2 separate regions of the Zea mays genome follow, and region 1 is linked to region 2. Evidence: chromatin contacts called from public Hi-C data. All regions are on one chromosome and are shown on one strand. Each heading gives the region's core, a stretch centred on a gene start, on an enhancer-like site or on the middle of the called end of the contact. The rest is flanking DNA. Distances are from core to core; before and after follow the strand shown.

Region 1 (7,269 bases), core at 749-3,248, 190 kb before region 2:
AGAGGGGAAAGGAGAAGAGGAAACAAGTATATGTATAGAACAACAACAGAAAAAAAAAAGAGAGAGAGACACGGCGTGAAGTGAGGTGAGCAGCTGATCTGAAGTGAATGAAACCTGCAGCAGAGCAGAGGAAAGAGGGGGAGGTCATCATCAGTCATGGCGTCGGCAAGAGATCTCGCGCCTGCTCCAGCGTCCTGGTGAACCTGGTGAGGTTGAGCCTGACGTTCTGCTTGTCCAGGTACACCGTCTTGATGGCGTCCCACCCCTTCTTGTGCACGTCGTAGGGGTGCTTCAGGTAGAAGTGGTCCTCCGGGTAGAGGTCCCTGAGCGAGCTCTCCTCCAGCGACACGTTGTACTCCATGTACGTGACGTCCATGTCCCTTGCGGGGTCCTTGAAGGTGACGCGGGTGAGCCACTCCAGCCCGCCGAACGGCACCACCTGCACCAGCACGGCGCGGCTGGGCAGGAACACCATGTTGGTGAGCCCGGCGCCGTGCACGCCCATCATCACGTCCGCCGAGTTCACCAGCCTCGCGAAGTTGGGCATGTCCGTGTGGTTGTCGGGCTCGGCGATCCGCACGTCGAACCGGGCGGCCGCCGCGGCGCGCGCCATGGCGCGCTCGTTGACGAAGCGGCGCGAGCTCTTGCGCGAGATGATGAGGAGGCGGGGCCGGTCCCGGCGCCGGGGCGCCCCCGACCGCGACGCGACGGCGCGCTCCAGCCGGAACGCGCGGCGGAGCAGGCGCTTGAAGTCGGCCACCGTGACGCCGCCGGGCGAGCGCGAGGGGTCGATGCCCATGGCGCGGTGGAAGGTGGAGCCGATGATGATCCGCGGGAAGCAGTGCACCTCGCGGTCGTTGTTCACGTCGATGACGTCGTAGCGGGAGAGCTGGCGGAAGAGCGGGCGGAACTTGTCGGCCCACCAGTCCTTGATGTCGGCCAGCAGGAACTGGACCTCCCCGCCCAGGTGGTTGGTGCTGGCGAAGAGCGGCACCAGCACGTCGGCGTAGTCGTGGTACAGGTTGCCCGCGAACCCGCCGCTGGAGAAGAGGAAGCCCGGGACGGAGTGGGTGCGCGTGCAGAGCGGCGGCACGGCCGTGTCGTTGGGGCCGCCGAAGGGGACCAGCGTGAACTCGCGCACGTCGTCCATGGCCACGGCGTCGTGCCGCCGCGCGTACGGCTTGGTCCGCCACTCGCGGGACAGCGGGCTGATGTAGATCCGCGAGTGGTTGCCGTCCACGCGGATGTCGCCCACGGCGGCGCACCGCTCCGACCGCTTGCTGGTGTTGTAGCAGGTGGGGCGGGACGGGTCGAAGTCCTCCTCGCCCACGGGGCCCGTCAGCTTGTACCGCGTGCTGTCGTAGTCCTCGTCCACCTCCACCTCCGCCACCGCCTTGGCTGCAACGTCGTAGCCCGCGGTGGGGACGGTTAGTGGATGGACGGAGGAGAAGGCAGGCAGGAGGAGGAATCGAAGAAGCAGGAGGAGGAATCGAAGAGGCGGAGACGTACGGAAAGGGTTGGAGCAGTATCGCGCCTTGATGTACGTGAGGACGCAGAGGGAGACGACCATGGTGACGACCATGGCGGCGTTGCCCACCCGGCGCGGCTCCTGCCGGCCCCTCGGCTGCTTCATGGTCACGGCCGCACCGCACCCCCTCCTCCGCCCGCTGGATCTGGAAGCGACGCGAGCTGCAGTAGCGACGGTGGAGAGGGTATTAATGGAAGGCAGGCCGAGGCCGGGAGGGATTGGGCTCGCTCGCGTCCGCCGATGGCGACCCCGCGGCGGGCAGCGCAACCAGAAACGAGTTTGGTGGGTGGTTGACGCCCGCCCGATGGTTCGCGGGTGCGGGCGCGGGGTGTCCCGGTCCCGGGGAGGGGAGGATGCGAGGCCGATGGGGCCTGCGTGCCACGGCAACCACTACGGCAAGCAAGCAAGCTACGCTACAGAGCCTACAGCCGACGCGCCGGCCCCAGCCCAGCGTACCAACCCACCCATCCGATCCATCGGCGAACGAACGGTAGAATAGATGCCCGCGCCCCGCTGCGCTGATGATGGGTTCGTTCAACGCGGCGGGTGGGATCGGTCGGTGCCCCGCCACAGTGCGGAGCGCAGTCCACGGACACGGACAGTAGTAGCACTGAGACATGGCGCGGCGGCCGGCGGCGAGCCAAGCGTCACCAGCATTGTTTCGCCCGGCCGGCCGGACGGGACACGGGACCTTTGCAGGCAGAGAGGCGCGCGCGGCTTGTGCGTGCGTTGCGGTGTTGCTGTACGTACTGTGGCAGTGGCTGTGTGCTGTCAATTCGCGAGCTTCCGTGCGCGCACGTGCTTGGCCCTGCCTTGCAAACGCCGTAACCCAATCCACGTCTCGTGCTAGACAGCCCAGGTCATCCCATCATCAACTGGCATCTGAGCCAGCCTCGTAATGACGGTATCAATTATCATCGTATGGCTTCCGGACACTCTAGAAGCTTGATATTTGAATCCCGGGAGCCGCACGGCCGTGCCATCTGCTTCCCTCCCAGCTTGCTCGTCAACGCACGATTAACATGCCATACTAATAACGCCATGGCGTGGCACGCTAGCACCTAAGGGCTTATTTGGGAGGAAGAGTAATGGAGAGGATTGAAGCGGCTAGAATACCCCACTATTCAATTTTAAATAGTGAGGAATTATAGCACCCTCAATCCCCTTCATTTCACTTGCTCCCAAACAAGCCCTAAGACTATATCCAGCAGTTTGTCCCTACTTCATATTTATATTTAAATTTCACTCTATAAACTACGATACAAAATGGTATTTTGGATGACTATATATATAGATAGATTATTGAACATGGTCTATCGTTCGTCAAGCACATCACCCCGACACCCTTAGCAAAAGGGTTAGAATGCTGACCCAAGTGTGGACGTAGATCATTAGGGTGGGTTTGATGATGATGATAGGGACAAAAGAACTGCAAGATACGTGGTTTACAACCGTGAGGTTTTTGCAAAAAGATGTAGATGATCATCATTGCCAATTCCATCCGGCATCGAATGCCACAGCCGACAAGGAGCTGAACAGACTGTCAGAAAGCAAAAGTAGCGCGACCTTCCTATTTGCTCATCACTACGGTTATTTAACTGCCCGGCCTGTACATGAAAAAGGGCATCGCTGGCGAACACCCAATAAAATCGCAACAATTTATTTAATTGGATGCTCATTTTATGTTGGGAAGTCCAAAACTGTTGACTTATTATGTTAATGACTTGTTATGTTAGAACATGTACAACCCAATTAAATGAGATATCTTTGTTGTCCATTTAAATGATTTTCACTTTATTTAAATAAAAAAAATTATGGCCAGCCAGGCTGGGCCGCTACAAGGCCCAAAAGGCCGAGCAGCCCAACCCAGCCGGCTGGAAGAAAGGCTGGCTGAGCAGCCCTTTCAGGAACACGTGTCCTAGGGCACGGAAATGTCATGCCGTGAGAGCAAGAGAGGATGTAGCGAAAAGGAAGTTGGCTTTCCTGGCGGCGGCGCGCTGCAGCCTGGTCTTTCGGCGCTCGCGAATTCCTGGCAGTCAACTGCGCAACCTCCTCTAGTTCGGCTCCATAACTATGGAGATTTGCTTCCTGCTCAACACCTCGCCTAAAATCGCTAGTTCTCTGTTCCTATTCCTCCTCTCGGTTCTAGTCACGGTTTGGATCGATTCCTTCGATTTTTGGTGTTCTAGTGTTAATCCTGCTGGTGGAAGAAGGTGGAGGTGGCCCTGCTTGTGCGCAGCGCGGTTCTCCTGCGCTCCGTTGTCTCACCAGTGCACCTGTGTGGTGCTCTGTCTGTTCTGATTATTGTCCACTGTGGCCTGGTGCCTGGGCTCCCTGCTGCGTGGTGTTCGTCTTCTCGGGCTGGTGTCGTGGACGTCTCCCTCGGCTCCGGCAGCGGCTCTAGTATCTCCGTCAACCTCCCGCCGTGCAGGCCCGGACGTCAGTAGCGTAGCTAGAATTTTTCCATGAGGTATGCCATTAAATTTTTTTTATAAATAATTTAATTTAATATATAATAATTTAGTATATAGTTCAAAATATAACACTGTAGATTTAACATTTAAGTCTATAAATGTATATATTAGAATGCAAATATAATATATATCAGTATTTTTTATATGGATCTTGGTGGGCTGGTGGGCCGGCTTAGGATATGCCGTGGCCCACCCGGACCACCCATTGTCTACGCCCCTGCCGGACGTGGGCGGCGGAATTGATTTTCTGGGACAGAACCTTGTGTTCGCTGAGCTGGTCTTCCCACGTAGACAATCTACGTGTTGTGAGTTATTCGTTGTCTCACTTTATTTACTGTTTAATTTTATGCAATCTGCTAGTATTAAATACTTGGGTGTGATTGCACTGTTGTGGGCGGATTTGTGTGCTCGATGATGATAGCGGTGTATTGAGACAACGTGACAGTCTGGGTTTTAGTGTATTATTATTTTCAGCATTGATATTATTTGTGCCTAATTAAATCTCTCTTTGTTGAGGTTGTTTATGAAAGTCGCCTAGAGGAGGGGTGAATAGGGCGAAACTGAAATTTACAAATATAAACACAACTACGAGACGGGTTAGTGTTAGAAATAATAATCGAGTCCGCGAGAGAGGGTGCAAAACAAATCGCAAGCGAATAAGGAGTGTGACACGTGGATTTGTTTTACCGAGGTTCGGTTCTCGCAAACCTACTCCCCGTTGAGGAGGCCACAAAGGTCGGGTCTCTTTCAACCCTTCCCTCTCTCAAACGGTCCCTCGGACCGAGTGAGCTTCTCTTCTCAAATCACTTGGGAAACAAACTTCCCGCAAGGACCACCACACAATTGGTGTCTCTTGCCTCAATTACAAGTGAGTGTTTGATCACAAGAAAGAATGCCAAAGAAAAGAAGCGATCCAAGCGCAAGAGCTCAAATGAACACTACAAATCACTCTCTCTAGTCACTAAGGCTTTGTGTGGAGTTGGGAGAGGATTTGATCTCTTTTGGTGTGCTTTGCAATGAATGCTAGCTCTTGTATAGTGGTTGGAAGCTGGAAAACTTGGATGCAATGAATGGTGGGGTGGTTGGGGTATTTATAGCCCCAACCACCAAACATGACCGTTGGTGGAGGCTGTCTGTCGTATGGTGCACCGGACAGTCCGGTGTACACCGGACATGTCCGGTGCGCCAGCCACGTCACCAATGCCGTTGGGATTCGACCATTGGTGTTCTGACTTCTAGGCCCGCCTGGATGTCCGGTGGCGCACCGGACATGTACTGTAGAGTGTCCGGTGCGCCAGCATGGGCGTGCCTAACGCCTGCGCGCTCTGGCGCGCATTAATTGCTGTTGCAGGCGACCGTTGGCGCGAAGTAGTCGTTGCCTCGCTGTTACACCGGACAGTCCGGTGTACACCGGACATGTCCGGTGAATTATAGCGGAGCAGCCGTTATGATTTCCCGAGGCTGCCAAGTTCCAGAGCCGCGTCTTCTTGGAGCACCGGACACTGTCCGGTGTGCACCGGACAGTCCGGTGAATTATACCGCGCCGGCTCCTGGAAAATCCCGAGGGTGAGGAGTTCTGCGCGAAGTCCCCTGGTGCACCGGACACTGTCCGGTGCGCCACCGGACTGTCCGGTGCGCCACCGGACAGTCCGGTGCGCCAGACCAGGGAGCCTTTCGGGATGCCTTTAGCTCTCTATTTTGAACCCAACTTTGGTCTTTTTAATTGGATTGTTGTGAACCTTTGACACCTGTATAACTTATACACTAGAGCAAACTAGTTAGTCCATTTATTTGTGTTGGGCAATTCAACCACCAAAATTATTTAGGAACTAGGTGTAAGCCTAATTCCCTTTCAATCTCCCCCTTTTTGGTGATTGATGCCAACACAAACTAAAGCAAATATAGAAGTGTATAATTGAACTAGTTTGCATAATGTAAGTGCAAAGGTTGCTTGGAATTGAGCCAATATAGATACTTACAAGATATGCATGGATTGTTTCTTTGTTTTTGACATTTTGGACCACGCTTGCACCACATGTTTTGTTTTTGCAAATTCTTTTGTAAATCTTTTTCAAAGTTCTTTTGCAATTAGTCAAAGGTAAATGAATAAGATTTTACGAAGCATTTTTAAGATTTGAAATTTTCTCCCCCTGTTTCAAATGCTTTTCCTTTGATTAAACAAAAACTCCCCCTAAATGAGATCCTCCTCTTAGTGTTCAAGAGGGTTTTGATATATCATTTTTGAAATACTACTTTCTCCCCCTTTTGAACACAATAAGATACCAATTGAAAATACTCTTTTGAAAAACTAAGTTTTTGAAATTGGTGGTGGTGCGGTCCTTTTGCTTTGGGCTCATACTCTCTCCCCCTTTGGCATGAATCGCCAAAAACGGAATCATTAGAGCCCTCGAAGTACTTTCTTCCCCTTTGGTCATAAATAAATGAGTTAAGATTATACCAAAGACGAAGTCCTTTTGCTTTCTCCCCCAAAGATGGAGCGAGACATGGAGCGATGGCGAAGGATGAGTTACGGAGTGGAAGCCTTTGTCTTCGCCGAAGATTCCAATTCTCTTTCAATACACCTATGACTTGGTTTGAAATATACTTGAAAACATATTAGTCATAGCATATATAAAGAGATATGATCAAAGGTATACGTATGAGCTATGTGTGCAAATTAGCAAAAGAAATTCCTAGAATCAAGAATATTGAGCTCATGCCTAAGTTTGATAAAAGATTGTTCATCAAGTGGCTTGGTAAAGATATCGGCTAATTGATCTTTAGTATTAATGTATGCAATCTCGATATCCCCCTTTTGTTGGTGATCCCGAAGAAAATGATACCGAATGGCTATGTGTTTAGTGTGGCTATGCTCAACGGGATTATCCGCCATGCGGATTGCGCTCTCATTATCACATAGCAAAGGGACTTTGGTTAATTTGTAACCGTAGTCCCGCACGGTTTGCCTCATCCAAAGCAGTTGCGCGCAACAATGGCCTGCGGCAATGTACTCGGCTTCGGCGGTGGAAAGAGCAACCGAATTTTGCTTCTTTGAAGCCCAAGACACCAAGGATCTTCCCAAGAACTGGCAAGTCCCCGATGTGCTCTTCCTATTGATTTTACACCCCGCCCAATCGGCATCCGAATAACCAATTAAATCAAATGTGGATCCCCGAGGGTACCAAAGCCCAAACTTAGGAGTATAAGCTAAATATCTCAAGATTCGTTTTACGGCCGTAAGGTGGGATTCCTTAGGGTCGGATTGGA
Region 2 (6,793 bases), core at 162-2,661:
AACTTAAGGTGGGACCTGAACAAATTAAATTACAACACCGGTTAGTATAGAGTAGCTTTATGACATTTTAAATCGTACCCAAATAATTTTCAGTCAATTTCGTTAAAATTATAAGGTGCGAATGTGGAGCGTTTATTTTGTCTAGAGCTCAGTTTGTGATGTGAGGCCCACATGTAGATGTAGATCTTGCTGCGCGCTGGCGCAGATGAGCTCTATGACAGATTTCAGTCAGTTTTGATAAAATCTCTGTGCTGCCTTTTTTGCTGTACAATGAGATGCCATTGCAGAGAGCACGGTCATGTCCAACGTGGTTCTGGGTGGTTTGTGCAACCTGAAGCTGACTGGGGGACCTCCTTTGCTCCTTGTGCTAGACATGAGACGCCGGCATGGTTTGGACTTGAATGGTCTCTCCTACTGTTACGCGATGAAAGTATGCTATCAGGATGAAGAATGCATGACTGGAACAAGGAAGGAACGCAGCTTCATGGAGTGGTTAGGGTGGGTTCCGTCAAATGGTATGCGCCTCCAGCCTCTAAAAATGAAATCCTAAGCAATCTTTATTATTTATTAATGGAATCCCGAGCCTTGCACTGGAGCGCAGTGCTTCAACAGTCACATCGTCTTCCTTCTCTCCTTTTCAGACACTGTTCTCACAGAATCACAAGCAGGGGCCGTTGGATGTCTGCACTTCGCAGCAGCAACAGGATGACGATGACGAGGATGCCCGTGAATGCAGGTGGCAGTGCAAATGTGCGGTTTCCTGAAAGCGAAAAAAAAGGGTGGTGTTTCGAGTGGCCTCCAGTACAAAGACCGCACAGAGCGAGTGGAGATTTTGGAGAAAGAAGATTTGTCGGAGTGGGATACGGAAGCACTGCCCGATTCCAGATCTGGCAGGACGCAAGGGCACTCTGGTCTGGTCTGGCAGGATAAATATACGATGATGGTGGTGCACTGGTGCTGCGTCTTTTGCATATTTATTATGCAAATAGCAACACTAACATAAAAAAAAGATAGAAAAAAGAAGATTAAACCCAAAGTTTGGTCTCTGGTAGCCTAGTCTGCGCTGAGCTGGTAGTGGTAAAGTGATAAAACAAGCAGTGAAATACTAACTTTGTGCAGGACAAAAAAAAAGATTCAATAGCACTGGCCTGAATGGAAAGATGAAAAAGATAGAAAAGAAAAGAAGATTCATCAGTGGTGGTGCTGGCTGCAGTATCAAATATTCCCTGACCCAACATGCTGGGCGCCCCGGATTCCAGAACAGGCACAGTGGGCTCTCCTCCGCTACAGCAGCAGCGACAACGCACCTCCTTATTTTCCTTTTTTTTTTTTTTTTTTTTGCCCCAACCCACCTCGTTCGGTCGCTTTTCTTTGCTAGTGGAAGTGGATTGGTTGATTGATCGCACAGAAGAAGAATTCACACCCACACACACAGACCGAGCTGCCGTCCGCTGCTCTCTCCACCCCTCCTCTCCTCGCGGAACAGGCAGGCAGGCAGGCTGGGATTCCCCGTCCGCGGGGGGAGGTGGCATTCGCCGCTAGGGCAGGACGGGGAAGGCTGGCGTCCGGCATGGCGACCGAGGAGGTACTCCATAAGGTCAGTCCCGAATTCACGTCTCTCTCTCTCGAGGGCATACGACTAGGTTGATCGCATTTTTTCCCATTCATTCCTAGTCTTAGTCTGTGTGGGCTCGTCACTTCGCTACCAGCTCGTTTCCATCCACGCGGATTTGATTGCTCCTGTTCGTTCCTTTGCGATCTTGCTCTGCTCTGCTCTGCTCCCGGGCTCTGCTGATTGCTGGTAGGTACCGACTCGTGCATCCTCCGGCTGCCTTCTGCGCCCATGTTCAAATTGGTAGTTCTAGGGTTTCGGAGGAAAACACCAGCTGTACCTGTTCTCATCCACATATCTGCGAATGGACGGTGGCATCTGGTTGGTGTACATTTCCAGGTACTTCTTGTGGAAGAACCCCGCTTTGGAAAGAACCATGCTGTATGTCCCTGTCCACCAAACTGACCACCAGCTTCCGTATCGGTATGCATCTTCAGTGCTTCTCTGCAGAAGAAACAACAACTCCGGTTAAGATTTGTTTTTTTTTTTAATTTTTTTTACATATACCCTTCAACATGTTCACCACAAGCGCGCAACGAACTCTGTGAGCACCACAAGCGCTTGTGGTGCTCACAGAGTCACAGGCAACCGGTCCCGGCGAATCCTGTACTGTAATAGCCCCGCGCTGAACTTTGCGCGTAGTGTCCGTCTTCCTGTGTGTATTTATTTTTTGATGGATTGGTAAGATAATTCATTTGGCTCCGTCGGCTGCTGGTTTCTGCTGTACACAGGTCCAGAGTCTTATATTGCGCTGCCTTCAGATGTACATGGACCAGAAAGAAGTGGTCGATGCCCTCTCCCACCACTCGAAGATAGAGCCCTGCATTACTGAACTTGGTAACGCTCGCTGCTCTCCTCTCGTGCACTGAGATAACTCATCTCTCTTGCTTGCTTGCTTGCATGAAGTTGGTCCAATGTAACCCCGGGCATATCTGGTTCTACAGTCAGTCCAATGTTACAACCGTGATTTTGTACTACGATGCAATACAGATATCACAATAGCTGAGCCTTTTAGTCTTAGTACAATGTGTTTAAGTAAACAATTATCTTCACTCTTGTATCAATTGTAGTCGTATGCTCCCCGAAAAGTACCGATTTAGTGGCAAACATGTATTCTAGAAATCTCAGTTGGTGTCTTCTAATATCCTTATGCACTAGGATAATGAAAAAACATCCACCCTTGCACAAGCACATGGCAAGCTCAGTGTTAGCATTTATCATGTTTAAAAATTCTTTAGACCCATTATTCTACCTTAATGACAAACTGGATAGCAAGTTCCATTTCTACACCCACCCCCTTTTCTGAAAAAAATATTTTGCAGTGTATTGTATTGAAATTGAATCTGTTGTGACGGGAAAGGGTGGGGGAGGGAAGGGCTGAAAAGAGGGAGGGAGGAGTGCCGTCCATGGCCGGAGAGCAACTGGCGGCGAGCTGCTGGTGGCTGGCAGTTAGGGGAGGGAGAAACCTGGCTTTGATACCATGTTGAGAGGCTAGAAACCCTAAATAGGGTGGGCTGTTGTATATATATTAGAGAGGGAAGTACATGGGCTGGGTCAAGGCTCATTACAACAACAAACACACACAATTAATCTAACACTTCTGCTAAGCCATGAAGATACCAACAAATAGTATAGTAGTGAAAATTAGTTTACGAAGTTCCATTTGCTTCGCTGATGCTCTCAGAATTTCCAATAATACTCATCTTCATCCTTGCATGTGGTTACTTTTTTTCTTAAAGAAATCTCTTATGGCTGCTAGCTAATTGGCGCTTTTTTTTCTCTTATCAGTTTGGCGACAACTTGAGCATCAAAATCCTCTGTTTTTCAAGGCGTACTATATGAGACTAATGCTTAAGAATCAAATAATGGTCTTCAACAAGCTTCTTCAGGATCAGTTTGAGGTTATCAATAAAGAATTTTCTTCAGGGATCCCTTCTATGTCGCTTCCTAATGGCTCTAACTCCAACCTATGTAAGACATTTGTTTCCAACATTCTTATCAGCGATTGTTCATCATTATTTAACTGAGTTTTCTGATTTGCCGAGTGAAGTCCTGTAACAATATGATGGAATCTCAGGCATACATGTTTACTTTGCAAAGTGATTTAACCATTGTATGAGCTAGACAAGTCTGCCATTCATTCGTTTGAAGTTTTGTCTTTGTCCATGAGATCTTATTGCCGCTTTCAAGTTTCAGTGATTTAACATGGCCACTTTCTTTACTTGTTTCAGTGAAGCAAAATCCATGCTTTTTGCCAGAGACTGCTCCTGGATCTGCAATGCCAGATGGTATAATGCACAATGGAAGTTCGCGTGGTATAATAAATGGCACACCATCTGGCGATCAATTGCTCAATGCTAGTAAAGACTTGCATGGCCTTCATAATGGAATAGATGCTTCGACTAGTCTGCAGTCAGACCAGAACGCAGCTGCTGTGCTGTATGGTGTAGACAACGAGACAAGTGCAACGATAAAGACCGAGTCTTGCTATTCGAGCAATGCTGATTTTGCTTTCTGTGGGAATACTTTCCTGGAATCGTGCCAGTCAATAGGCGATGCATCTGGTGGTGGATCCTTCAGTAGCTCAGAGCTGAACGGGCAACCACTAAACGATTCAATTCTGGATATGGAATCATCGTCATTTAGCTTCTTGAACCAAATGCCCCAAAGCTTCATCTTTCCGGACTTGGGAGACGATTTCAACCAAAGTGCAGGTACCTTCCAGTGATATTTGTTGAATTCTTTATTCCTGATTTTGAGTGTCTTCTTTTTTGTCTCCCCTCTACTGCATAAGTTATTTGTCTTGTCTTGGATTCTTTTTTACAGAGATAACACAATTTCTCACCCCGGAAACAAATTTCTCCGATTCGACAGGGGGAGACCATACAGGTGATTCATCCTTCTTTTTTGTTTGTCACAACGACCCCATAAATACAGCATATACTGCATTCTATGATCTTCATGCATTGTCCCCAGAGTAATAAAAGCATTTATTCGACAAACAATGTAGTTCGGGTATGTGTATTAGTGTTTTCTTGGGTGGTACTGGTTGAGATCACTCTATATGCCAAGGATTTAGCCGATGTAGTCTCCAAGAGAATCTTCTCTTGATTTGAGTTGCATTCTGTCGTAGTGGCGACTTCTGGTGGACAAACATGCATTCTGGTATTTACTGGTGTTCTTCCTCAGCAGGTTGAGCGGGGTCATGCACAGCGCACCAACCATTTGTACATACGCTCATGGGCAGTCAAACCTGCACTGATGAAGAGCTTGAGGACCTTTTGATCTAGCTGTTTCTTTTTTCTACTCTTCTCGTCTTATATTGTGGTAGTTTATGGGTTGGTCTTCTGGTATGCCCTGCGATGGCGTCGTTATCGTGCCTTGTACATTGCCGTGCTTGTGTAAGAAACATTAGGAGCGGCGTTGTTCGCGTCAGCATTGATTTGGCTAATTCCTCCGCTTGGCTTGGCTTGTACAACGAATTTTATCAAAATATTAACTGGATTCTGAAATCGAGATTTTCGACCATCGGTTTGTGCTATTGTGTATGCTGCTTCCAACTATCGTGTATCCTGTCAATACCATACCAACACGAGCCTGCCTCAGTCCCACATGGCATGCAACAATTTTTGGATTTAAAAAAAATAAACGCCAGCTGCTTTGGAATTTCGAAAGTTAAACTGGACAACAAGATACAAGACAACTTCGTTTCCTACCACTTGTAAGTAACAGCAGAGTCTCAAAAACAGTCACAGTTTCTTGATGAGCATAGCATGCCTATCTGAACTCAGTTCTCGGTCACGGTACCCTCTTCAGGAGATTCACAAATGCCGGACCCAAACATAGAACAACCCAGTGCTTCTCTTCCCCTCGCACGCATCAGTAGCCCTTGAGCTGGCCGCCCAGTCCAGCTAACGCGATCCATTTCTCCAACGCCGTCGCGGACGACACGAACGCCGACTTGGAGGATTCAGGGTCGAGCTTGCTCACTGGAAAAAACCAGAGGATCCACGAAACCTGTCAGGTTCATTCATACTACGGGCACAAAGCAGGATAGGCCTTTTGCACATGTAACTACCTGATGTAAACAGTGTGGCCAGCGAGCTGTTGAAGCTGTCGACCACGTTCCTCTGCTCCGGGCTTGAGCTGAGCTGTTGTTACACACGCGGATCGAAATAGATGAGAAGAACGCTGGAGTGGAGTCCTGAAAAGACAAGGATGGTTGAGAGAGAGAGAGAGAGAGAGGAAGAACCTTGGAGAAAGCTGCATTGATGTTCTGCACCCACTGGGCGTCTGAGCTTGGTCCCAGCACGCTGCTCGCGGCTGGGAGGTCGTCGTTGTCAATGGCCTGCCCGACTTTGCTGAGCCTGTAGATGAGGTCCTGCAAATACCCTGTGGGTTTTGCGGATCAAACCACAGCACGGTTTACGGTTACTGCTGGAGAGCAAAGCTTCAGAGGTATTCTTGTCTAGTCGTAAATGGAGGGAGGAGGAAGAAGAAAAAAAAAAGAGAGAGACGAGAGCGAGCGGCTGCAACTCATGAGATGTGAACAGACCGGTCTCGGCGCCGGAGGAGCTGATGATGCCCTGCTTCTGCAGCCGCTTCTTCCTGTCCTCCTTCACGCGCTCCAGCAGCTCGATGTCGTCGTCTTCCTCGAGGACAAGCGCCCGCGCGGGGCGGTCAGCGCGGGCGGAGAACGAGGCGGCGACGGCGGCGAGCGCGCACGACGCGAGGCCGCGCCGCCGCCCGACGACGACGGCGGCGGCCTCACGCTGGTGGTCCTGACCACCGCCGCTGCTGACGCCTCTGAACGACACTGGCACGGCTCTCTTCTTGGCCTTCCCTCCTCCCGCTGCGGCAGGAGAAGGATGCTGCGCCGGCAACTCCTGCGCCGCTACCGCTACCGCCGCCGCCTTGGACGCCGGGCCGCATCCAGCGAGCGCCCATACCTCAGTGACAATGGACACCATCGCGTTATCGGCGCAGGACGCACACAGCCTTCTCCTTCCCTTCCCCCACCAGGAAGCAGCACCAAGAGGCAGAGGGGGGAGAAGCAGGCGCGACAAAAAAGCAAGCAAGGAAGCATGCAGCGCTGGCCCAACGAAAGAGTGCCCCCCTTATCCTCACTATCCTGTTTCGGCCGTCACAGCCACATAAAAGTTAGCCCACTGATCACTGAAC

The links. A called contact is a pair of places that touch in the nucleus more often than the background predicts.
Region 1: a Hi-C map of tassel shows a contact between it and region 2, with 2.6 times the contacts expected there. The contact joins the promoter of LOC100284852 here to the promoter of LOC112136098 in region 2. A contact is called at or near these places in 3 of 25 Hi-C or Micro-C datasets (bundle sheath, ear and tassel).

Annotation. Positions count from the first base shown.
Region 1 is chr5:60,602,642-60,609,910 of Zm-B73-REFERENCE-NAM-5.0, reverse strand. It overlaps LOC100284852 (glycosyltransferase), which reads right to left and starts at 1,998. Exons shown (of 2, transcript NM_001157747.2): 1 at 1,510-1,998; 2 at 1-1,398. The coding sequence starts at 1,633. The coding sequence ends at 155.
Region 2 is chr5:60,407,815-60,414,607 of Zm-B73-REFERENCE-NAM-5.0, reverse strand. LOC112136098 reads left to right here and starts at 1,411. Exons shown (of 6, transcript NM_001361255.1): 1 at 1,411-1,597; 2 at 2,344-2,449; 3 at 3,401-3,583; 4 at 3,844-4,326; 5 at 4,439-4,501; 6 at 4,805-5,071. The coding sequence starts at 1,571. The coding sequence ends at 4,809. LOC100283751 reads right to left here and starts at 6,747. Exons shown (of 4, transcript NM_001367171.1): 1 at 6,168-6,747; 2 at 5,865-6,004; 3 at 5,691-5,763; 4 at 5,244-5,601. The coding sequence starts at 6,582. The coding sequence ends at 5,492.